2 separate regions of the Mus musculus genome follow, and region 2 is linked to region 1. A link is a contact called in public HiChIP or PLAC-seq data. All regions are on one chromosome and are shown on one strand. Each heading gives the region's core, a stretch centred on a gene start, on an enhancer-like site or on the middle of the called end of the contact. The rest is flanking DNA. Distances are from core to core; before and after follow the strand shown.

Evidence for each region. HiChIP or PLAC-seq counts read pairs in DNA pulled down with a chosen protein or histone mark.
Region 2: an H3K27ac HiChIP or PLAC-seq map of embryonic fibroblasts shows a contact between it and region 1, with 4 times the contacts expected there. The contact joins two enhancer-like sites. A contact is called at or near these places in 2 of 484 Hi-C or Micro-C datasets (bone marrow-derived macrophages and embryonic fibroblasts), 2 of 115 datasets of contacts at active chromatin or transcription factors (embryonic fibroblasts and fibro-adipogenic progenitors) and 1 of 9 other capture datasets (adipose tissue).

The regions. Positions count from the first base shown.
Region 1 is chr8:121,988,008-121,994,011 of GRCm38.p6, reverse strand. It overlaps Banp (BTG3 associated nuclear protein), which reads right to left. Exons shown (of 14, transcript NM_016812.4): 5 at 3,941-4,057; 6 at 2,309-2,484. Among named protein-coding and RNA genes, the nearest start is that of Mir7237, 13 kb to the right of the region's middle. Within about 2 kb of position 2,976, at least 51 of the 459 cell types and tissues checked have an H3K27ac peak or open chromatin away from gene starts, as enhancers often do. A contact at or near this core is called in embryonic fibroblasts, where this site is marked.
Region 2 is chr8:122,178,956-122,184,959 of GRCm38.p6, reverse strand. It overlaps a transcript of Zfp469 not described here. Among named protein-coding and RNA genes, the nearest start is that of Gm39268, 32 kb to the right of the region's middle. Within about 2 kb of position 3,864, at least 87 of the 459 cell types and tissues checked have an H3K27ac peak or open chromatin away from gene starts, as enhancers often do. A contact at or near this core is called in embryonic fibroblasts, where this site is marked.

The DNA of each region.
Region 1 (6,004 bases), core at 1,727-4,226:
AAAGGGCATCTGTCACAGAAAGTTGTCAAAAAGTCCTTACTGGTCAGCAGAATACGACATGGAACATGCAGACAGCACGGGTTGCAGAGGGAGCAGCCACAACCAGTGACAACTGAGACACAACCATCCCCACTGTACTTCAATGTTTATGATTACATGGAGGATCAGTCTGTGCTCTAGGAATTTCCAAACGCCCACACTGAGGGCCTGGGAACCAACTAAACCCCTTAGTTAAAAGATCCCGTTCAGCTGCATTCAGTCAGCTTGGCCTGTGAATGACTGTGCCCCTCCTATGCTCAGTGTTCAAAATGGGATGCAAGAGGCCAACCACCACAGAAGCCACGGCAGGAACTCAGCTTAGCTCACATGGCTCTTCTGCGCCCCCATCTCTAAAACCTTACCTAAGTAGGAACCGCCAGGAAGATGAAATGGTGCGGGCTGTTGTCCCAGCTCCTTCAGAGGGTATGGTGGCAGAACTGAAATGTCATGGCCTACCTACCTGAGCTGCAGAGCAACACTCAAGGATAGCCTGGACAACTGAGTGAGACACTGTCTCAAAACAAAGAATGAAGAGAGGCCTGGGCTGTAGCTCAGTGGTGGAATGCCTGCCAAGCATGCTACCCAAGTCCAATCCCCTGCACCCTAAGAAGCAACAGGATTACCCTTACAGTATAACCAACTGACTTCAGATTTTATCTAAAGCATTTGGAATTCTTAAGCAGTAACGTCTTGGAAGCTGGCACTCCAGACCTCAGGCTCACTGACACTCAGAAGACACAGACCTTCTGTCTGCTCACCACTCTTGGCTCTGAACGGGGGCCAAAAGGACTAAAGCCTACAAACACACCCTCCACAGCACACCTGATCAATAATTCTTCTATGGCATGAGCCACATGACCTAACACTCCCTGTTGAGCAGCTACCCTGGGGCAAATCCAAGACTATGACTGGTTAGTCCCACAGGTTAGAGTTCAGAACTGCCAAAGCTAGTGGGCAATGAGTCTGAAGGGAGCCACTGTCCTGCCTGACAGTCCACATGCAGCAGTCACTTAATAATGATGCCATCGTCTCCACACACTCGTTAGAGAGCCACAGTGCTCAGAAGACTCTCCGTCACACAAGACCATCAACAGCTACAGTGCTGCTGAGGGTGGCGAGTGACTAACTGGGCAGAGGATTCTTATGGGGGTGGTAAAAAAAAAAAAAACCTTTCTAGATTTAGACAAATACGGTGGATAAACATGGCTAAACTAACCCTGTTTCTGTCACTGTGACAGATAGTTTCTAAGGAGGAAAGCTTTCCTCAGTCCATGGTCACTGGCCCTGTGGGAGCCAGTCATCATGGAGGAAGCCTGTGGTAGAGGAGGCTATTCATCCCGTGGACCTGAGACACAAAAGGAAAGGCCACATGGGGCCAGGGCCCCACTCCTCCTCAGGAACTGCCTCAGTGGCTCACCCCATGGAAGGTTTACCTCTGAGCAACAGAGCCATGACCGCGGTCAAACTCTTAGCACACAAACTCTTGGGAACGACAATCTCCATTTTAGCAACTGCTAGACCGTGAACTGTAAAACCATCAGTATGTGGTGCCTAGCTTCAACTCCTAACACTGCAATTTCAGATACAGTAACATACCTAAGAGCAAAATCTTCATTAAATCGGAAAAAAAAGCGCTTATAGGAAAACCCAGTCATTTAGATGAGGAGACAGAAGCCTCTCACAGGTACACAAAGTCTATGCGTGGGATTTGCACACAGCTCAGTCAGTCAGAGCTCCTTCCTTTCTCGAAACATCCCTGTAAATTAGTTAGAAGCAAGGAGGTACTTCAGACTCTTCAAGGAAGAAGAGCCTGCCCCACCATGGGGACCCCAGGAAATCCCGGGGAGGAGCCGAGGGAAGGCAGCCCCCGCATTGATCTTCCTGGCTACTCGCAGATCTCCAACACAGAGGCAGCCCAACCCAAGAAGACTGTACACCCTAAGCATAGCAACGGCCTCTGGAAGCCTACAGAGAAATGCCAAGGACAGTGGCGGCCTCAGGGGCATGGTCATGAAAGCTACTTTTCCTCAGGAAGCAGGCCATCCAAGAAGGCAACCCCATCACAGACATGCCAGGAACTTGAGAGAGGCACAGGCGCAGGGAGACGGGCACAGGTGCTGGCAGCCACAGTGGAATGCCAGCTGCTTAACTCTCTTCATCACTGTCTCTTCCTGTCAACAGTAAGCCACACCCCCTTCTTGCCAACAGTGAGCCACACCCCTTCCAGAAGAACAACACAGACACAACTATGACAGTCCTAGGAACGCACCTTCGGAGTTCAGGGTGATGAGTGTGACGTTGCTTCCAATGTTCTGGCTTCCTGGCTGGCCACAGTTAGACACGGAGTCACTGGCCTCTGACCCGCTCTCCCCATCTTCGTTGTGGCTGTCGTCCTGACCAGGCACTTTCACCACGATGGTGTTCTGCCGACGCCCAGGAACAGCGCTGGCGGGAAACAAACACAGCAGCCCAGGCTGTGAGAGGACATGAGTGGTACACTGAGATAGCCCTGACTCCCGCTGCTATGTGGACTTATCCCAGTGTCTAGCTGAGCATGGACCAATGTACAAGGTGGGTCCCCCAACATGCGGTATGTCCCCACACACACCCTCCATGGAGATGAGCAGCAACGTAACACAGAAAGTCTGAGACCAAGAAGACACATAATATAAAGCAACTGCTTAAAAATATGAACAGCACGAAATAAGTAAAACCACAACTCCCTGAGACTCAGCCTAGAATCCGGCTTCCAGATCTTAGAGGCCATCCTCACATGCATAATGGTCATCATGTGTCAGAGAATCTCCATCCATCCATCATCACCCACGCTGTCAGACACCCAAGATGACTCAGCCTCCAAAACACCTCCACACTCCCTATGACTCCCACAGACAAACCCTAGAATCAACTTCCAAGGCCATGAGGATGCCAGGAGTCCTCTGGGAGCCATTCTCGGTGCAGGCCCTGAAGTGCAGCAGCAGCCAAACAGCTGGCAGCAGAAAGTGCTCAAAAGGCCCAGGACTGATTTGTTTTCTGAATGACTGTTAACACTGTGGACCATGACTACTACACAGCACAGAGGAAGCAAAGCTCTAGCTCCCATCAGCAAAGTCAAAGGGGCCTTAAAACTCCGGCCAGCCCCAGAGGCAGGAGGCCCTTCCTGAACTTGACCCCACAGAACTACCCACGGTGAACTGGCTCCTCAACACTCCACACCCGTGGCCTCAGTGCGGGCCAGGAGGCACATCCTCGCCCCAACAGAGTGGCAGGCCTCCAGCACTCCACACAGCACACACAGCAGCCCTAGGCCTCCTGTTGCCTAGAGAACTGGTCCAGGACAAGAAGCCAGAACAAAGCTGGAAGGAGCTACACCCCACAGAGAAAAAAAGCAAGACAGGAATCTGTGAGAATACTGCCAGTAATTAAAGGTGACCAAGCTTTCCTGAGGCAGTGACAGAGCCACGGGCAGAGGCCCCCACGGGGCATGGCTCTTGTACACTTTCATTTCTGATGGAAGTTCCATTCAACACATCTCAAAAGATGGGGATGAGAGAAAAAGTCACAACTCGACACAAGTACATCATTTGCCAACTGAGGAGAGGCTCAACCGCAGAGCAGGCAGATGGGGTGGTCAGCTGACCACACGCACTAACTATCGAGCCTCTTCACAAACCAGATCCAGCCCAGCGGTTCTCACAGCTGCCCACCCCTTGGACTGTCTCACCCCACCATTGCTAAGCACCAGGCTGGCCCTTCCTGACCTAAAAACTATGGTGGCTGCTAACGGAATGGACCCTGTGACTACAGACATGGACATGTGCTCAGACTGAACCCTGGCTCAGGAATGCTCACTTATCCTCATGGCAGTGGCAGGGGAGGTGGGGTGGTGATGGCTACTGACTTGCTAATGATATTTTCCAGGGAATCCGGTGCCCTGTTGCTCAATGGGTCTTCCATCTTGGCTACAATGGCGTTCTGCCGATCATTGTTGAGTATTACTGTAGTCTGGGGGACGACGCTATGAAACAAAAGAATCACAAGAAAAAGAAGACCTTAAAACCACAACGTTCATTGTCAGAGCACATGCATCATTTAACACGGTCGGCTCCTGGGGCCGCAGCGGAAAGCGGAGCCCAGGCCAGAACAGCTAAGCTGGAGCTGGGCTTCTCCAGCTTCCTGCTGGTTGGTATTCTTGGTTGGCCCAAATGCATAATTTGGGCAGAGTGGGCTGTGAACATTTAACAGAGTGGGCAGGACAGGCTAAGGCACCCTCCTGTCCTACGCACCTGCAAGCCATCTCAGCAACAGGTTTACATGGAAACAGGATCCTCTTCACTTTCCCCTTGGGTGTGTAATGTGTGATGTGTATGTGTGGGGTGCGTGTGTGCACTGCATGCATAGGAGTTGTGTGCAGAGTCCAGAGCAGGGAGCGGGAGTTTTCCTCCACTGCCTCATTCATTTCAGACAAGGTCTATCACTGAAGAGTAACCTAGTCCATTCAGCGAGGCTGGTAAATCAGCAAGCCTGCGTGGGATCTGCCTGTCCCGGTCCCCTTGCTGAGACATGCACTGCCATGCCTGGCTGTTTATGAGAGTGTTAGGGATTTAATCTCAGACCTCCGTGCTTGCAGAGGCATGAGCTAACCCACTGAACCAGCTCAGCTCCCCAGCGACTTTCAACCGCATCCCTCCAAAACTGAGACGGCATGCTGGTCTCATAGCTACCCTCCTCATGTCACTCCACATCTGCCCTCTAGAGTGGGGCAGCCAACCAACCCATGGGCAGCAAAGGGAAACGTGCTCCCGCGCCACCCACAGCTCTCTAAAGAGTGCACAACCACAACAGGAGGCCTTGAGGCTTAGGTTTGAGGAGAAATTCTAGGAGAGAATGGACCAGGGCCCAAGAGTCACCAGGTTCAGCAACGCCCAGGAGGCAGGACTAGGGTGTGACCGAGCGGGACATGGCTCTCAGAGGCTCCTTCCCACTGCACTCCTCATGTCAACTCAGAGCATGGCAGAGTTGTCTAGTGTGGACTACTGTGAAGAGCCAGGGCTAAAAGGAACCGCCACTTGATGCAGCCAGTTATATTACCTGAAAACCCAGTGTCCTTGTCCAGAGGAAAAGGGTACCTCCTTACTAAACAGGAAGTGTAAGTACCAGCATGACATTCACTTTTGTTTCTTAGTCATTCTACTTACTCTCTGGTGACACCTAAAGTGACAAACTAAGAGTGAGTGTCCACAAGGATCCAAAGTAACCCATGCAATCTCTGCCTGCTTCTGTGGCTGTGTTGCCTTGGGCACACACACTTGCCACACTCACAGCACAAGATGGAAATGGCTTCCAAGGCCTGGTACCATACAATCCTATCAGCCACAGCTCTTCCACAGTAACCAGAAAACACCGGAGAGTAAGTGGGAAAAATGCACATATGCTGGAGCGTCTCTCTCTCTCTCTCTCTCTCTCTCTCTCTCTCTCTCACACACACACACACACACACACACACACACACACACACGCTTCTGGGAATATTTGTCACCAATCTAGGATGGGAAATGAGGAAACCATTTCCAGGCGCCTGAGAACGTGGATGTTCTGAAGACAGGACTACCTCCCTTTATGTCACAGGTGTATGGCCACAGACCACATGCTTCCTCGTTCTCCTGTGTGACTTCTGGGGTACCTGGGCTGAAATACCCTCCTAGTGACTTAGTTAAACACAAACCTAGGAGCTGCTGGAAGGGGGAATCTCACAGATGGGACTCCAGCTCCTCATTAGTTCTCTGTGGTCTGTCAGGGAGAGGTGACGGGGAAGGAGGGGTGGCCTCTCAGGAGCCCTCCAGAAGGAGGCTTAAGCTGCTCTGGCCTGAGACAGCCCCTTCCTGCCACACCCTCACATGCCATCCCTAGACTGCACACTTGTTCAGCAGCTCCTGAAGCGGCTCCTAGAGTAAACCATGTAGGA
Region 2 (6,004 bases), core at 2,615-5,114, 190 kb before region 1:
CCTGCCTATTGAGAGCCTCAGGTGTCTGGGGGAGGCAGGCTCAGACTGGTTCTAGCATATACCACCACCTGTTCCTGAATCCCAACTTGAGGCATCTTGGGATGCTGTCCCCTTGGGAGGCTCCAGTTACCTGTGACCTCCTGAGGTCAGCTATTGGCTGAGAGGTGATCACACTGCAGCGGCCTCTGGGTTCTATTCTAGCCCCATGAGGCTGGCCTGGGGTACACCCCAAGGAGATATTTCATACCTCACACTGTAGCTCGGGAGCCCAGAGGTATCTGAGAGGTGAACCCAGGGGCAAGGGTGGTCACCCCGGTGATAAGCTCTTCATGGAATATTCCAAGGGACAGACAATCCCAAACAAGACAGGGCTAGTTTCTGAGAGGCTGCCTCTGCCAAGGCCTGGAGTACCATGGGAGCTTCAGGATATAGTTGGGGCTTTAGGCCCAGGAGGGGTACTGAGATCCACACGATGTCCTGCCACTCAAACTGCCAACACCTGCTATATACCCCACCCCCACCCCCGGTTACTGCATTTAGCAGAATCCCCTCCTTCTTCTGAGAGGTGGAGGCCAGTGTGGGTCTCTGCAAAGCTCCTACAAGGACAGGATAATGGAAAGACTCCAGAGGTCCCAGCAGTAGAATGAGGGAAAGGGGTCCAAGGAGGGAAGGGATGTGTTGTCTGCAGGGTGTGGGGGCATAGTGGACACCGTTTTAGTGCAATGGTGAAGCCAAAGTTGGCACTGCCTAGGAATGCCTTGTGGGCACCAGCCTGGCTCAGACATGGATGTGACATGGGTTCAAGGAGGGGACCCAGCTCCAAGGTGGGAGATCTGAGAGGTGCCGCCTACAAACTTCAGAGGTGGCACTTGGGACAGTGTCTGAAGCACTGAGGGAAAGAGTGGTCTGTGTCTAGGGCCCCTAAACTCGCTCTACACCCAACAGAGTCCACTAGGACGGGGGGGGGCAACTCTCCACATAATCTTGGGCTTTACCAATATGTTCTGGTTCTTGGCCATGGAAGATTTAAGACCTGGCTTTGGGATTTGAACTCATTTTTGGTAGACATCTCTAGATTCCTAAGAACTCCTAAAGCATTCAGGGCTACACAGCATCCCTGTTGCAATCTTGCTGGCCTTCTTGCCCAAACTGCTGGTTTGGTCTGGAATTCTACAGAAATGAAAGGGAACCCAAGTATACAATACAGAACTGACAAAGACGCACAGAGCTGGGGACACACCCAACCTCAAAGCTGACTAAACCTACAAGAGAACATAAAAGGAAGCCCACAGGCTTGTGTGTGTGAATATTTGGTCCCCGGCTGTGTTGGTTCAGGAGAGGAAGTGGGAGGACACTCAGGGTCCAGACATCAACCCTCAAGTGCAGTACGGTGTTTGAGAAGACAAAGGGCAGAGCGCCAGCAGGTCAAGGGGGTCAACTGGGTCTCTACGTGTGGCATGACGAAGCCGGGTTCCAACCTCACGCCATTTACAGAAGGGAATTCAGAATGGGCTGAAGCCTGAATTCAAGGCTAAACCCTGATAGGCTTGGACAGACTCAGGAGTGAATCTTTATGACCTTGATTTAGCAACAGTCTTTTAGATATGGGCCCAAAGTCACACGTGGCAACAAGGCAAATATGGCTTCCTTGAGCAAATTCCTTTGCATCAAATGATGATGTTAAGAGGGTGGCCGAGAAGTGCAGAGGATGGGAGGAAACACTTTGCAAACTGTCTGATAAGGGCTGAGCCTAGAATATACAACTAACCCTCTCCTCTCCCCTCCTCTTCCCCCCCTCCTCTTCCCCCTCCTCTTTCCCCCTCCTTCTCCTACCCCCTCCTCTTTCCCCCTCCTCCTCTTCCCCCCTCCTCCTCCCCCTCCTCTTTCCCCCTCCTCCTCCTCTTCCCCCTCCTCTTTCCCCCTCCTCCTCTTCCCCCCTCCTCCTCTTCCCCCTCCTCCTCTTCCCCCCTCCTCTTTCCCCTTCCTCCTCTTACCCCATCCTCCTTCTCTTCGCCCCTCCTCCTCTTCCCCCCTCTTCCTCTTCCTCTCCTTCTTTTCTTTCTTTAGACAGGGTTTTGCTATGTAGCTCTGGCTAGCTGGAACTCATTACATAGACCAGGCTGGCCTCAATCTTACAGAGACCTACCTGCCTCTGCCTCCTAAGTATGGGTTCGAGACATGTACCACCACACCCTGCTAGGATGCACAACTCTTAAGACAACAATGAAGGGCAAAAATCCAATTAGAAACTTGGCAGAGGGTCTCCCTGTGGTTTGAATATGAAAGAAATCCCACAGGCTCGTGTGTGTGTGTGTGTGTGTGTGTGTGTGTGTGTGTGTGTGAGTATTTGGTCCCGGCTGGTGATGCAGTTTTGGAAAGTTGTAGAACCTTTAGGTGGCAGAGCCTTGCTGGAGGCAGAGGGTCACTACGGGTGGGCCTTGGAGGTTTTGTTTTGGTTTCTTAGATTTACTTGTCTGTCTGTCTGTCTGTCTATTTGCTTGCTTGCGAGAATGTTTTGCTTGTATGTATGTCTGTACACCACGGATGTGCCTGGTATTCTCAGGGGTCAGGAGGGTATCTAAGTCCCTGGGACTGGAGTTGCAGTTATGTGCCACCTTGTGGATGCTGAGAATTGAACCTGGGCCCTCTGCAAGAGAAACTTCTTAACCTTTCAGCCAGCTCTCCAGCCCCCACAGTCCTTGAGGTTTTCTGTTTGGCCTTATTCCCTGTCTGTCCCGGCTTCCTGACTGCAGATGCTACGTGGCCGCCTGCCACACGCTGCTCCATGACTTCCTTACCACAGCCGACCCTATCCTTCCTTGTACCATGAGCCAGAATAAACCTGCCGTGCACAGGAGGGAGGCGATTCCAGGGATTTTGTCACAGCAACCAGAAATGTAGTTAGGACAGATCTGAACGGACACTTCTTCCGAGGAGGAGAAGGCAGCTGGTCAGTGCTCAGAAGGGTGAAGAGGATCATTAGGTGCAAGAAAATGCAAATTGAAACCGTTTCACACCCACAAGGTCAGCTAGCGAGAAGATAGTCATGGCTTAGCGATGGTACGGGGAATCTGTACTCCTCTGCGCTGCTGGCAGGAGTAGTCAACTTCTGAGCTACCTGCTCTACCACTCTGACCATTCCTCAGCATGTGGGAGTCAGAGTGGCCATGGGACTCCGTGATCGCACCCATAGATTTATACTCAGGACAAATGGAAACTTCCATCCACAGTGAAACCCCTACACAAATGTCTCTTACTCCTAACAACAGTGGGAACTGGTCAGAACTTCCACAGTGCGGTCTCTCACGCAGTGCCATCATCGCTCAGCCATAAGGACAGACGGGGAGCTGACTCATGCCACAGCACTTTGAAGCTTGCTGAGTGAAAGAAGCCAGACCACATGCTGCCTGGTTCTGTTACATAAGATGTCAGGAAAGACAAATGTATGGAGACAGAGGGGAGCTTAGCAGCTGCGGGGTGGGGAGCGACCATGAGTGCAGCAAGGGCTATGGGGATTCTTCTCCAGGGCGGAAGGGGCACTATGGACCGAGATAGTAGGACGGCTGGACAGCTCTGAATATATCCACTGGGCTGTTTGCTTTTGGAAGGAGGGTTTTATGCTGCCTGAGTTACAGCAGCTAAATACAGATGTTGTAGACTGAGTTACAGCTAAATACAGATGTTGTAGAGTTCACTGCCTTACCTCCTTGAGCTCTGGCTGAGGTGGAGATGGAGTGGAAATGTCTTTAAGCAGAGCCTGTTCAACTCTACTTAGAAAAGCAAACCCTGGGTGTCTCTGTCCACATGGCATGGAGGTGTGGGTGCTCACAGCCACTGAGTAACACTGTGTGTCACACCCTAGACAACTCAACTAAGTGGGATGTTAGAGCCACCCACTGTCTACAGACCCCGTGAATAGGGGCCTCGGGCAGAGCTGTCAGTCCCTTAAGTCCCTAGCCAGCAAAGGAGACTCACCTCATGCAGTGCCTCCCGGACAGGGTGGGGCACTGAATGCAGAGTGCATGCATGGGACGCAGCACCTGGTAATGCAGGCAACTGGGCAGGAGGCTCACGTTGCATGTCCTCGAACTCCTCCTTAAGCCCACGACAGGATCCAGGTTCTACATGTTGGGCTCCTGCAGGGTAGCCAGCTACGGGACTTTGTACATGTGTGTATTGGAAATGTGTGTACGGGAGTGTGAGGGATGTACTGCATGTGTGGGCATAGGCATTGTGTGCATGTGAGGATGGGCACGGTGTGCAAGCCTGTGTACACATGTGTGTGTGCATGCCCTCCTATTTCCTAGACATGCAGACATCCTCCAGTGAGGACCCCTGGGTGCCAGGCACGCACTGAACCACAGAAGGACCAGGAGGCACTGGTGCCCAGGTGTGTTCTCTCGGCAATGTCTGTACGCAACATGGCTCACACTACCTCACAGTGTGAGGAGTTCTGGGGGCTTCTAAACCACCCACTCCATCGTGGTCCATGAGTGTGGTTTCGGGATCCCTGAACTCAGAATTTGAGTCAGAGAAACAGAGCTAACACCCAAATCCAAGCAGGAGCCCTGTCGGGGCACGGCTGGGACGGTGTGTGCTGGCCCCGTAACTTGTAGTTTCTATCTTAGCAGAAGGGCAGAGTCCAGGAACCAGTTCCATAGTTTATAGCTGCTAGCTACAGATGCTTCGGGGGAGGGGGAACAAGGTACCAGCAGGACAGGGAGGGAGCTTCAGGTTGGCACCTCCCCTGGTGGTTCCTTGACTTCAACATTCTGTGTGTGTGTGTGCACATGTGTGTACCCAGGTATAAACACGTATGCGCACATGTGTGTACCCAGGTATAAACACGTATGTGCACATGTGTGTACCCAGGTATAAATACGTATGTGCACATGTGTGTACCCAGGTATAAACACGTATGTGCACATGTGTGCCCATGTGTGCAGCACCCACATGTGAGCAAGTGACAGACAGAGGTGGCCTTCAGATGTCCTGCTTTAGCCAGCTCTGCTTTTTGTTTGTTTGTTGTCTGAAACAAGCATGTCTCCCCGAACCTGGAGCGCTTTGCTTTTGGTTGGCTGTCTGGCCAGCAAGCCCCCAGGATCTGCCTGTTTTTGGACCACCCTCACAGATGTGCACTGCCACACCTGACCCTCACACAGGTTCAAGGGGACCAAACTCAGGTCTTCCTGCTTTCACGGCAAGCACCTTACACACCGAGCCTTCTCCCTGGCCTGGCTTCTCTGCTCCTGACGCTGAAGATGCCACAGAGACTGGAAGCAATGTCTGAGCCTTGCTCTGCACAGCCCAGAGCTTCGTGGAGGACTGTGGGAACATGATGCTCACAACTGCTCATGGCTCCCTGGGGTGAATGGTGACTCAGTCACCATGAGTCAAAGGGGCCCCTAGAACACTCTTGCTGGCCCCGCTATCCCCTCTTGTCATTTCCCATCTGCAGATGTTCGGGGCTCCTGGCACTGGCCCTGCGAACTCAGTCATGGTGTGGGAGGGGCGACAGTGTGTAGAGACAGTATGGATTCCTTCAGGTTTACTGTCCTAGCCTCAGATAAGTGGCCACAAATAGGTGGCCTTATTTCCTTCCAGGCCTCTGCTCACACCCCAGGGTGACTTTTTACGAGGATTCTTCAGGAAAATCTTAAACTGCTCCCAACAGTCATTGGTTAGAAAGAGACTCTGAGCACGTGCCCAGTAGCCCCAGAGTGACTTGGGTCCTTAGGAACCTCCTGCTTGGGTCAGAAGCCCCCTACCTGTCCCTGCTAAGCATCTTTGCAGAGGAAGTGGGGCAGTACCAGGCAGCAGCAACAGCTTTTCCTGAGAGCAGTGTTTGCTTGGGGCCGGGGAGGGTGTGCCCACCCACCTCCGACTGGGCTTGGAGCTAGTGAGTCTAAGCACTTAGGAATAGACATACTCTACCCACAGGTAAGATGCCTACCGAAGTAGAAACATTGTATCCATTCTCAAGATCTTGCCCGAAAGTATAGGT